2 separate regions of the Sus scrofa genome follow, and region 1 is linked to region 2. The links are chromatin contacts, called in public HiChIP or PLAC-seq maps. All regions are on one chromosome and are shown on one strand. The core of a region is the stretch at or near the end of the contact, and the rest is flanking DNA. Distances in the headings are between cores, read along the strand shown.

Region 1 (6,240 bases), core at 2,515-5,014, 38 kb before region 2:
AATAGTGAATTAGAAGATGAGATTATCACGATTTTAGAAGTTTTCACCAAGTGGAGAGTTGATTTGTTCCTTTAAGGCTGGATGGGGTTTGTCTGGATAGGCGTGGGCCAAGACAGAGTTCCAGAGAGATAAAATGGTTTATACAAAGAAAAAAAAAAAAAAAGCAAATGTAAACAGAGATTAGACAACTTTTTCTGAAGTCAAGGATTCATGAAGGGGAGTAGTAGTGATAAGGTTTGAAAAACCCTGAAGAAGAGGCCAAGGATTCGGGAGTACAGTGTTTTCTCTAATTTGTTCGTGACAAAAATCTGATTTCATTCCATCATCTCAAAGAGAAACAGTTTTTAAGGAAATGACTATACCTCTGACAGCACAGCGACCACAACTACCAGTACATGTGCCCATGAGAAAAACAAGCTGTTGAAATAAGTACGATCTGCTGTTGCCAAATCTATGTTATTATTTATCTGCTGCTTGTTCATTCAGTTTGTCATCTGCTGATGCTAGCAGATAAAAGTTTGGATCTTCACTACTATGGAAAAACAAATCGGGGGGAAAAACCTTACAGGTTGAGGAATTCTACCCATGAAATGTTCTTTTCTCTATGAATTGGGACAAGGTCAAGGTTATTCGATACAGGGCAGACCACTTTGGTTTAGCTTATAGAACATCAGACTTCCCAGGGAATATGGATTAAGTGCCACTGTGAGCCGTGGGAAGCAAGGCCCTGAAGGGATAAGTGTGTGCTTTTACACAGATTACTTTGGTAACTGTATACAGGATGGGTTGTTGGAGGGAACAACCAAAGACAGGAAGACCAGTTAGGAGATTGCAGCAGTAAACAGCGGTAATCAGACTTGAGATAGAGTAATAGGACCTTATATTTACACTGCTTTATGTTATCCACATTCACATTCTTTTCACAGGCACCCCTTCAAACAATTATGTGAAGGAGGAAGTGTTACTAAAAAAAAGAAAACAAGGTGGAAGTTTAATTTACAGGTGGCTCTGTGAGAGATACGTAAAAAATAATCAACAGGGCTTTATTGTGGTGCCTAAAGGGAAGGCAGAGAAGAGAGGAATCAAAGGTGACCCCAAAGGTTTTGAACTTGCCCACTTGGGAGAATGTAGCTGCTATTAACAGATGCCTAACAGAAGCCAAGTTAGGAAAGGCTAATTTGGAGGGAAGCTTGTAATGGTGCATTTTCTTTTTTCTTTTGAAATAATTTTAAACTTTGAGAAAAGGTGTGCTGAAAGGATAGTGCAAAATACCTACCATACTCCCTTTGCCCAGGGACTCCCTCAACTCTTGTCTCAGTAAAGTCCCTTAGGAGTTCCCACTGTGGCACAAGGAGTTTCAAATCTACAGTGGCTCAGGGTACCTGCAGAGGCACAGGTTCAATCCCCAGCCTGGCGCAGTGGGTTAAAGGATCCAGCATTGCCACAACTGCAGCATAGGTCACAGCTGCGGCTCATATTCATCCCCTGACTCCGGAACTTCCATATGTGTGGGTGAGGCCATAAAAAAATAATAATGTTCTTTATAGCAAAAGGAGCCAACACAGGATCATGCAGTGACCCCAACGATCACGCCTTTCAAATCTTCCATCTAGGGAAGTTCCACGATTTCCCTTGACTTTCATGGCCTTGATGTTTTTGAACATTACAAGCCATTTTGTAGGCCTGTCCCTCAGTTTGGGATTGTGCAGTATTTCCTCATGTTTAGAGTCAGGTGGCGCACCTCTGATTGGACTGTCACAGAAGGGACCAGAAGTGCACTGCATCATCAGATGGTGCACAAAATGATTTAGCTCATTACTTGTAGTGTTAACTTTCATGATTTAAGATGGTATCTGCCAGTTTTCTGGATAGTAAAGTGACTTTTCTCTCCCTATGTAATTAGTAAAATGTGTGAAGAGACACCTTGAAAGGGTGCCGGCAAGCCTGGCTTTCATGGCAGTACCTCCTGAATAGCTGTACTGGGATCCCAGGTTTGGTTTACTTTATCCTCAGCTGCCACAAAAGAATGTAGGAAGGAGGGAGGGAAGGAAGAGGCAAAGAGACATAGATTCTTTTTTTTTTTTTTTTGGTTTTTAGGGCACCTGCGGAATATGGAAGTTCCCAGGCTAGGGGTCGAATTGGAGCTATAGCTGCCAGCCTACACCACAGCCACAGCAACAAAGGATCTGAGCCATGTCTGCAACCTACACCACAGCTCACAACAACGCCGGATCCTTAACCCACTGAGCTAGGCCAGGGATCGAACCTGCAACCTCATGGTTCCTAGTCAGATTTGTTTCTGCTGCACCACTATGGGAACTCCATAGAGTCAATTTTTGTCTTGTTAATATTTGAGTTGCCAGGACACCTATGGGTTAGAAAAGCAAGACTAGGGCCTGGGAGGAAAATCTGGGCAGAGGTAAAGGCTGGGAATGTTACATGCAAAAGAGGTGACTGAAACGGGATGATAATGTCTCCACAGGAATTAGAAAGAAAAAGAGGGACTGGGGGCCTAACCTTTGGACCATGCATGAACAGATTCACAATAGAAGGAGAAACCAAGCCAGCAAAGGACCTGGCTTTGCAGGTTCTTTAAAGGAATGCATCAGAGGGCAAGGGAAATCCAGTGGCACAGCGTTACAGAAGCCAAAGGAAAAGGGGGTTTTATAAGCAAAAGAGTCGGCCATGTCAAGTACTGCAAAGAAAGTAGAGATGGCTGACCAAGGAAAGTTCCCTACTTCTGATAACCAGCCAAAGAAGAGAGTATCCGTTTGTTCTTGTAGACATTCTACAAATATTGATGGGCCCGGCTGGGCGGGGGTGAGAATGGGGAGGTTAGGGCTTAGGCTTGTGGATACAAAGAGTACTGGCAGGGCCGGCTTCCTGGGTGCATACCTGTGTAGGCACACAGGGTCCTGCATGTAGAAGAGTCACAGGCTTGATTTAATGCTCTTGAAATGCTTAACTTCTGAGAAGGAGGTCCTGCCTTTTCATTTTGCCCTTGACCCTACAAATTATGTAGCTGGAGTGGCAGAGCAAGTGTAAACTATTCTTTTCTTTGGGAATATTTGTCAGTGACAGTGAAAGAGCAGTATCTTGTCCCCGGGGGCAAAGCACAGGTGAAAACTTCCCTTAGCCTTGTGCTTGTGTGTTGGCAGAGGGTAGTGGGCCTTGGGAGGATGTTACCGAAGCTGCAGAACGAGGGTGGTTGTACAGAAGAGGTGAAAGGTTCAAAGCCTTGGGGGCAGCAGACAGCCTTGAACAAGCCGTCGGACAGTAGGAAAGTCGAGGTAGAAAGACAGACGCCGAGGCCAAGGAGGTTTGGGAACAGGTTGAGGACACACTAAATGCGGACTTAAAACCTTATCTGGTGCCTAGGACTGAGCGGGCCTTAACGATCGGGCTGGTAGAAAACCCGCAGGACCAGACTCTCGGGCGCACACGGGGAGAGGCCGTCCACCCGGCGCAGAAGGGCGCACACAGCTCGGAGATGCGATTCCCCACCGCGCGCCGAGCACAACTCGGGGACAAAGGGGCGGCGCGGGCCGCGGGGAAGGCCGAGCGTCGGGGCTGCGGGGCCGCCCGGCCTCCCAGTCCCTACTGGCGTTCCCTCCGCTCTCCCCACCCGCCGGCGGCGCTCCTGGGGTGGTGCACCGAGGCCTCCGTGGGCCCGGGCACGTCCGCGCCACCGCCCTCCCGGCCCGCGCTCCCGGAGGCTGAGCTGGCGGGGAGGGGCCTTGTGCTGCCTCCGGGCCCCGGGCGCTTCCGCCGGCCGTAGCCGGCTCTTGGGCGCTGAGCCCGCGGAGAGGCGGAGCGGAGACGCCCGCAGGCGGGCAGGAGGCCCAGGGCCTTGGCAGCCGTCCCAACGCGCGTCCACGGCGCGTCCCGGGCGCAGCACCTCCGAGCGCGTACGAGTGGGGACGCACGAGGCAGGACGGCCCCGGCGGCGCCCGCGGTGGGGAAAGAACGCGCGGAAGCCCGCCCTCCCTGACACCGCCCTGCCAGCTTCGCCTTGGCCTTTCTCGAATCTTCCTTCCAGCCTCCCCAGCTGGTCTAGGGGCTTGAAAAGCCTTGCGGAGGCTTCAACACTTTTAAGAAGGGGAAATTAACCAGATTCAAAGAGTTGGGAAGGAAACTGAGGAGATTTGAGGTCAGTTTCAACCTCCGCCTGCCACCATATAATCAGAGTAATATGTGTTTACTGTATAAACTGTGGCAAGTATAGCAAAGTGTAACTGATTAGACAAAAAAAAAAAAAAAAAAAAAGAGCGAGAAAGAAAACCCCAGACACACCATAACCACTAGTCACAAGCAAACATGTGACTTACTGTGATGTTTCCTCACCTGTGGCCATGTATATTTTTCTTTACATAATTGATAATTCAGTGCAAGTTACTTAGCATCTGGTTTTTTGTGCTTAGTAGCTTAACACACAGGTCCCTCATTTCTTTGAACACATCATTTTTTTATGGTTCTAACATTGTATAGCTGGAGCAAAATGTAACCATTTTGATTGTTTAAAGATCCAAAGGATAAAAATATTTTAAAAGTTCTTGATTCTGAATATTAAATTGTTCCCCACAAGGATGATACTAAATTTCTATTTCCAGATACATTGAATGGCCAGTCTTACTACACCTGTGAATATTGATCAGAGAAGGACCACCCCGGGTCTTAGATAGGTAACCCATTCTTCCTTCCAGGCACCGAACCTCTACTCTACCTGCCTCCTTTCATTAAGCATGTAAAAAAAAAATTCAGAGCCTTCTGGACTCAGACATTCAGACAATTGGGGACCTTAGCCAGATCTTGTTTTTCAGTTTCTTTCTTTCTTTTTTTTTTCCTTTCTTTTTTATTGGGGGAGCTGTACCCGACATTCAGAAATTCTGGGGTCAAGGACTGAACTCAAGCCATATCAGTGACTCAGGTCACAGCAGTGAAGTCGTGGGATCCTTAACACACTGCACCACTAAGGGGACTTCCTCCCCATTATTTTCTATTCCACTAAAGTGTATCTTAAACATAGAAGAGGAATCAACCAGAAATATCTCTTCCAGAACCCTGCCCTCCTGCCTCCAGGTGAGGTTCCTTCAGTGAGTTTGCTCTGGGTCTCCACCTGCTAATAGATGCAGTGGATCCCATGGGATCAGGCCAATAAGAAGCCAAAGCTCAGGTGTTAAATAATTATTACTATTAAGAATTCCTTGTTTCCCTGGGGAAAGCACCTAAGTACCAGTAGAGAGACGAACAAAGATGTATGAGAGATAGATAGATAAATATCTATGTTATATTAACCTTGAGGGCATTATGTGAGGTGGGATAATCAGCCAGAGAAAGACAAATACTGTATGATAGCACTTACATGTGGAATCTAAAAAAAGCTGTGGCTCAGTGGTGAGGAACCCCACTAGTATCCATGAGGACGTGGGTTCAATCCCTGGCCCCGCTCAGTGGGTTAAGGATCTGGCATTGCCATGAGCTGTGATGTAGGTCACAGATTTGCTTGGTGTTGCTGTGGCTGTGGTGTAGGCCCGAAGCTGTAGCTCTGATTCAACCCCTAGCCTGGGAACTTCTGTATGCAGGGGGTATGGCCCTGAAAATCAAAAAATAAAATAAAAATTTAAAAAGCTGAACTTGTAAAAATGGAGGGTAGAATGATGGTTCCCAGTGGCTGGGGAGTAGGGGAGATGTGGTGTAAGGGTAAAGATGTGCAACTAGTAGATGAAAAAGTCCTAGAGATCTACTGCTCAGTATAATGATTATAGACAATATTGGAAACATCAAACTTGTTAAGAGACTAGATCTTAATTCTTCCCACCACAAAAATGACATGATAATTTTGCGATGAGATAGAAGCACTAGCTAATTCTACAGTGGCAATCATATTGCAATATATAAATGTATCAAAGCAACATGCTGTACATTTTATGATTATTATTATTTTGGGCCACACCTTGGGCATGCAGAAGTTCCTAGGCCAGGAATCAAACCCAGGCCACATCAGTGACTGGAGCCACAGCAGTGATAACACCAGATCCTTAACCTGCTAAGTCACCAGGGAACTTCTTTACATTTTAAACTTACACAATGTTATATGTCAAATATATTTCAATTTTTAAAAGTCCCATATAGCTCTGACCTTAGAGAATAAAATAGAAAAGAAGCAGCATTATGCATACAAGTGACCTCACTCTTGCCTCATCTCACAGAAAATTAAAATTTAAATGGACAAGTGCTGTA
Region 2 (6,605 bases), core at 3,154-5,653:
TAGGAAACATGAAAATTCATCATATTAGGCCAAACCATGCGTTAGCCAGCCAGGCAAGGGAGGCTTGGCTCTGTCCCCTTTCTTTCTTTTTTCTTTTTATGGCCGCATCTGTGGCATATGGAAGTTCCCAGGCTAGGGTTTGAATCAGAGCTACAGCTGCTGGCCTACACCACAGCCACAGCAATTCGGGATCTGAGCTGCATCTGTGACCTACTCCGTAGCTCACGGCTGGATCCTTAACCCACTGAGTGAGGCCAGGGATTGAACCCTCATCCTCATGGATGCTAGTTGGGCTCATTACCACTAGTAACAATAACAGGAACTCCACTAGTCGGGTTCTTAACCTGCTGAGCCACGATGGGAACTCCAGCTCTGTCCCTTTTGAAGGGATCATGCTGGTGCCACTGATCACCTAGCTAGTGAGGAGCAGAGCCTGTTGCATCCTTAACTATTCCACATGCATTTGCCTTCAGATTCCTTAAGCAGAAGTTAGAAAACACCCTTGCATCCAAACAGCTGTCCAAAGCCAGTGATGCATTTATATTGCCTTCTTTGGGCTCTTGAGACGTCTCCTCCTCTGGTCAAGGTTGGGGCCTTATCTTATCTCCCTCATTTGCTAGATACTCCCAGAGTCCTACGGCCTTGATCTTTCTGGCTCCCTTAGTGTGCTTTCCCCGTCATGTAGCCCATTAAGGTGACGGTCCTCTAGTTTTACAAGTTTTCTTTCTTCCTTCCCTCTTTTTTTTTTTTCCTCTTTTTTTTCTTTTCTTTTCGTCCACTCCACGGCATATGGAGTTCCCAGGCCAGGGATTGGATCTGAGTCACACTTTCAACCTATTCTGCAACTATGGCAAAGCTGGATCCTTTAACTACTGTGCAGGGCCGGGGATCAAACCTGCACCCTGGCTCTGCAGAGATGCTGCTCAGCCCATTGTGCCATAGCAGGAACTCCAAGTTATCTTTCTTGATGGGCAGTCACCAGCGTTCCCGCTGGGGATGATTCTCTAAGTTTATAGAGAGTAGCGGGCAATGTGTTTTTATTTTCAGTGTTTTTGCAGTGGTGCCGGACAAAACAGTTTGTTCTTTGGCCTCTGTGACCACTGTAGGGGGACAGTCCAATCTGTAGTGCTATCAAGGCCCCTGGGTTGCCACAGAGCTCTTCCTTGACTTTGATTTTTTTTTTCTTAAATGTATTCCACAGCCCTTGTTGATGGGAAACTGTGCTGTCTGCTTTCCTCCTCCTCGAGTGAAGTTTTCCCTGTGATCTTCCCATGAGCTTGGCTGGTCACTACCCAGAGCTTGGTGCCTTTTTTTAGGCTCACATTTGCTGACCTTAGCACTGGAGGTGCTTCTTCTCATTCTTTGCTGGGCTCCTCTCTCAGACCTGGGGAATCGAAAGCTCTAGGGAGGGGAGCTAGGTGACTCTTAACAACCAAGGCACTCTTTGAAAAAAAACTGCATCATCTCATCAAAGCCTCGAGGTTTCCTTTGGAGTAGGGGCCAGTGTTTTTCTCACTTTACAGGTGAGGAAACTGAGACACAGAGGAGCAAAGTAGTTTGCCCAAGCTCACAAATTGGGTAGTTAGTGCTCGTTTGCAACCCTGGCTGTTTCCCTGTGCATTCTCTTTGGGATATTTGTAAACGTGTTAAGTAGGGGTAATTGTAGCCCTGGTCCCAGGGAGCCCCATGTGGGATGCTTTGCTGTCATAGTGCCCATTTCATTTCCCCTCCCACACACCAACACGCTAACCTCTCTGTGACTCAGGTTTTCACGAACAAGGAGCCTCATCTTGCCTAGGCTCTAACTTGATACCTGATTTTCCTGTATAATATGGTGGAAAGAGCATAGCTTTTGGAGTTGGATGTGTTTGGACTCACATCTTGGTTCTGTCAGTTTGTCACCCTGTGGCCTTGGGAATGTTACTCAACCTCCTGGAGCCTCAGTCTCCGCATCTGTAAAGTGGAGAAGGTGATGGCACTTATCCCATGGGATTATTGTGAGGGACGCAGTGAGACACAGTCTGTGTGTGACTTGCTCAACCAATGGCTGGCACATTCATCTTTGAGAAATGAAAGCTCTTGGAACATTCATCAAGGACCAGCAGTCTTTCAAAGGCTGTGCATTGCACAGAAGCCTGTGTTTCTCTTGCCCTTTGATTCTGTCACAACTGACAAAGCAGGTAGATGCAATTCAGAGGCTTGGGAACAGCTCACTGCCTTTCCCCTCAAAAAAGAGTGTATTTTTTTTTTTTTTGGTCTTTTTAGGATCACACCTGTGGCATATGGAGGTTCCCAGGCTAGGGGTTGAACCAGAGCTGTAGCCACCAGCTTATGCCACAGCCACAGCAATGCAGGATCCAACCTATACCACAGCTCACGGCAACGCCGGATCCTTAGCCCGCTGAGCAAGGCCAGGGATCAAACCTGTGTCCTCATGGGTACTAGTCAGATTCGTTTCAGCTGAGCCACGACGGGAACTCTCAAAAGAGTCTAGTCTTCTGCTGGCCCTGAACTATGTTCACCCTCCCTGCCTGCCTGACTTGGGGCGGGAGTCCATGTGGTGTCAGCCTCCTGGGTCATCCTGGGGCCAGCCATGGCTGTGACCTACTGTGTGCCAGCATCAGCACTTGAGGGGGCCCTGTGGTCCCTGTGATTGACCCACATTTGTTTTGTCACTCTGGCTGAGAATATCCTCAGCAGTGAGCGTGCTCTCATCCTCCGTCCTTTTCAGGAAAATCATCCGAGAGTGGACGCCCCAGTATCCTGAGCTGGGGCCAGGTTGCCCTTTCATTTGGCCTGTGTCTGTGTCTCTCCGTCACCCTTGAACTCACCCTAAGCCCCAGGAACCTTCAGTTACTGGGGCATGAAGGTTCCCTAACTGGCTTCTGGAGAGAAAGCTCCTGACTTGGTGGCCTGTGCCCTGAGCGAGTGGCCTCCCCAGCTGTGCTCATTTTCCATCATTTTGCCATGTATTTAAACTGCCTTCCTTACGGTATCTAAGAGGCTCTTCATTTAGGCTTTCTGTTTTCTGGGGGAAATGTGTCTGTCTCTTCCCACCCTCTAGTCACTCAGCAGATTTTTTTCCCCCCTTAGATTCATAACACATTTTATTTCAACTTATGTTAGACACTGAAAATTTTAACATGCGCATTCATCTATGAGCTTAATCCTAAAACCCATCTTTTTAAAAATGGGGCTTCAGTGTCAGATTGCTGGATGGATGTTTTTTGCATTTTTCCCAAAAGAAGCAAATTCTGATTCATTCATTTAATTATACAGCACAGATATATGAATGTCGCTCTGGAGCATGTTAAGTGCTTTAATAAACAAGTGCTGGGTGTGGGATGCAGGTGGAGCTCAGTGAGGCCTCACGTTCTTGAAAGGCAGTGTCTGAAGCCGAGGCGCCTTCATTATTTAGTTCATGGCAAGAGCCTGGCACATGTGTTGAATACCAGCAGATTTTTGAAAGCACTAGAGGTCTGGTTCTGTTGTGTCCTTTCCCCCGGGTTTCTGGTGACTCGGTGCTGACCTGTTTTCGGTGTGGGTCTATAGGGTGAATTCGGATCCAGATCCAGGACAGCTGGATCCCGGGATGGACGCGTCAGATTTGGGAGTTTGCTCGCAGAGCCTGGTCGTGCTCCACCTGCGGGAGGTCTGGCAGCAGGCCTTGAATTCCCCTGGTCAGGGCACCAAGACGGATTTTGGCTGGGAGAGGAGTGCAGGGCTGGGACCTATGTGCTGAAAGCGAGGTGCGTGGCCAGGCCGTGTAGAGTCCAGCTTTGGGCTGCAGAGCCGAGCTGACTGGCTGGGCATTGAGCTCAAGCAGGGAGCCCTGGGGCTGGTTCTCTGTGGCCAGCTGGCCTCTACATGGAATATGTTGGGTTTCTCAGTTCCCATCTTGCCGAAATGATGATTTCATTTCATCAGTGGCTCACCCCTGGTCCACTTCTTGATTTCCCATCAGAGTCAGCAATTGTTTTACTGGTTCTGGTTGAATATTCTCTTGCAACCTCAGTTCCCTGATGCCAGTGGATGGTGACCATTAAGCATTCCGAGTGGCCTGCTGTGTCATTTCAGGGTCCAGCGCCAGTCTGGGAACGGACAGGGGTGGGACCACATTTGTTGAGATCCTTCCAGATGCTGGGCACTGAGCCTATTTTTCACAGGTGAGGTGAGAAATGGAGGCTCTGAGGTGGTGGCTCATTGCCGAAGCTCACACAGGTCAAGGTGATGGGTTGCGGGGAGCCCTTTTCTGGGAGAGGCGTTCTGGGCAGTGTGCCCGGGCTTAGCTTCTCTTGCACGTGCTGGTTCCATTTTGAGGAGCTGGTTTTAGTTGCGCAGGTGATCCAGCCCTTTTTTACGCTCAGCCACAGCACTCCTGGGGAATGGGAAGCGTTCCCGTTGGCTCCAGTCCCGGGAGAGCAGAGCAGTCTCCCGGGAGACGTGGTGGCGGGACAGCGTGAGGAGCTGCCCCCATCCTGAAACAGGAAGGCTGACTCAACTGGGGAGTCAGAGTGAAGGGAAAAGTTGTATTCGAAGTTGATCCATGGAAGCCTGGTACTGCCCTTCTGGCCAGACTCCTGCCATCTTGGCTAGTCAGCCATCCTGGTCTTGGAACCAATTCTGGTATCCAGTTCTTATTTCAGTTCCTAAATGTTATTAGCCACTAGAATCACTAGTCATCCCAACAGCACATTTTTTTTTTTTTCCTTCTTTTTATTGCCGCATCTGAGGCATATGGAAGTTCCCAGGCTAGGGGTTGAATCTGAGCTGCAGCTGCCAGCCTAGGCCACAGCCATAGCCACAGCAATGCGGGATCCTTAACCCACTGAGCAAGGCCAGGGATCTAACCCATATCCTTAGGGACACTATGCCGGGTTCTTAACCTGCTGAGGCACAATGGGAACTCCCAGCACGTGATTCTTTTTTTTTTTTTTTTTTTTTTTTTTTTTTGTCTTTTCTGTGGCCGCACCCAGGGCATATGGAGGTTCCCAGGCTTGGGGTCGAAATCCAAGCTGTAGCTGCCAGCCTACGCCAGAGCCACAGCAATGCGGGATCTGAGCCGCGTCTGCAATCTACACCACAGCTCACGGCACCAGCATGTGATTCTTATTTTGTGATTTCTAATTTCCAAGATTCCAGCTTATTTCCCACTGGCTTACGTTTGGCAGTGTTGTAGCTCCCACTTGAGACTTGGATGCCTGAGGGTTATCAGGGCACCTCGGTCCCTTCCCTTCCCTGTTTCTCTTTCTGGATGGATGTCTCTCATTGGCCCTTCTTGTCTGCACGTGCCTGGTCTCCCGTCTATCATTTTGGCTCGCCCACTCCTGGCCGGGCCCCCGGACCAGGTGGCTGCTTTCTTGGGCACCTGTAGACCTGTGTGCTCTGATAATGCACCCTGGGAGAGGGCTGCTGCCTTTATTACTACTTTATTACTACTATTCCAGCCAGGAAAGTCAGCAGGTGGCTCTCACCTTCCCTGCAAACCCCTCTGTCTATTTACTTAGCATCATCAGGGAATGTGATTATTCATTCAGATGACTGCTGAGTTCCAAATAGTTTTTTTCCTTTAACCAGTTCAATGAAAACATAGGGAGCTTGCATTTCTCTGCCTTCAAAGGGGAGAGAGAACATAAGGGGCCCTTTTCTTGTCTTTCAGGATGGGCACCTCAGGCATCATGATCATGAAGCTTCCCTTTCTGGCGAACCATTCAGGGCCTTCTGCTAATGGTTTCTGGATTGTTAAGCCTTTTATTTATTTTGTTTTATTTTATTTTGGCCATGCCCATGGCATGCACAAGTTCCTGGGCCAGAGATTGAACTTGGACCACAACAGTGATCCATGCCACAGCAGTGACAGGGCTGGGTTCTTAACCCACCGAGCCACCAGGGAGCTTCTGTTAGGCATTTAAAATTTTCCCCTCTGTGTTTTATGTTTTGTGTTTTTTCTTTTTAAAAAGTTTTTGTATGTGTTGTATTTTTGAGGGTGGTTCTGCTGCTGCCAGCTCTTGCTTTTCGAAACTGTAAGTGCCTCTAATAGATCCCTTCTTCCTAATGAAACTCACACTGTTTTCCTCACAGCCTTGTGAGGGTCAGACAAGGCAACGTGAAGGCATCAGGGCTGGGACTCTGGAGCCCCTGTCCTGCTGCTGGGTCTCCACTTGGGGAAGAGAGAACTAGACCAGGGAGGGGCCAGGAAAGCTGCAGACATCACAGCTTGCCAGCTGGAAGCATGTCAGTGGGCTCTTAGGGGAACCTCAGTTTTCTGAGCTGCAAAATTGGGATTATGTCATCCCTCTATATTTTCTGGAGTTGCCGGGAGGTCAGGGAAGAAAAAAAGAAGGAAGCTCCTAGACATGGGTCTCAGGGTGAATGTAACCCCAGTGCCACTGAGGCAGTTTGACTTGACATGCAGGTTATATGCTTACTCTGCAACCTGCTGGAGAGAACTGGTCGTTCTCTGAGGCTTGTTCTCCTAGAGAGACTTGGCTTTTGGTTCCCTCCTTCCCACCTGCTCGGGGTAGAATCCTGAGTCAGCAGTCGTCCACCTCTGCGCCACCTGCTGGAACTCTCACCTAGTTTTGGTGCAGCCAGATCAGGTTTAA

What was found. HiChIP or PLAC-seq counts read pairs in DNA pulled down with a chosen protein or histone mark.
Region 1: an H3K27ac HiChIP or PLAC-seq map of skeletal muscle shows a contact between it and region 2. The contact joins two enhancer-like sites. A contact is called at or near these places in 3 of 5 promoter capture datasets (fetal liver and liver), 33 of 47 Hi-C or Micro-C datasets (adipocytes, adipose tissue, alveolar macrophages and 16 more) and 2 of 2 datasets of contacts at active chromatin or transcription factors (alveolar macrophages and skeletal muscle).

What each region holds. Positions count from the first base shown.
Region 1 is chr14:12,202,710-12,208,949 of Sscrofa11.1, reverse strand. No RefSeq gene overlaps it. Among named protein-coding and RNA genes, the nearest start is that of ZNF395, 21 kb to the right of the region's middle. Within about 2 kb of position 3,764, at least 71 of the 83 cell types and tissues checked have an H3K27ac peak or open chromatin away from gene starts, as enhancers often do. A contact at or near this core is called in adipose tissue, alveolar macrophages, retroperitoneal adipose tissue and 2 more, where this site is marked.
Region 2 is chr14:12,164,564-12,171,168 of Sscrofa11.1, reverse strand. The region is part of intron 1 of ZNF395 (zinc finger protein 395); the gene reads left to right. Among named protein-coding and RNA genes, the nearest start is that of ZNF395, 17 kb to the left of the region's middle. Within about 2 kb of position 4,403, at least 19 of the 83 cell types and tissues checked have an H3K27ac peak or open chromatin away from gene starts, as enhancers often do. A contact at or near this core is called in adipose tissue, alveolar macrophages, retroperitoneal adipose tissue and 2 more, where this site is marked.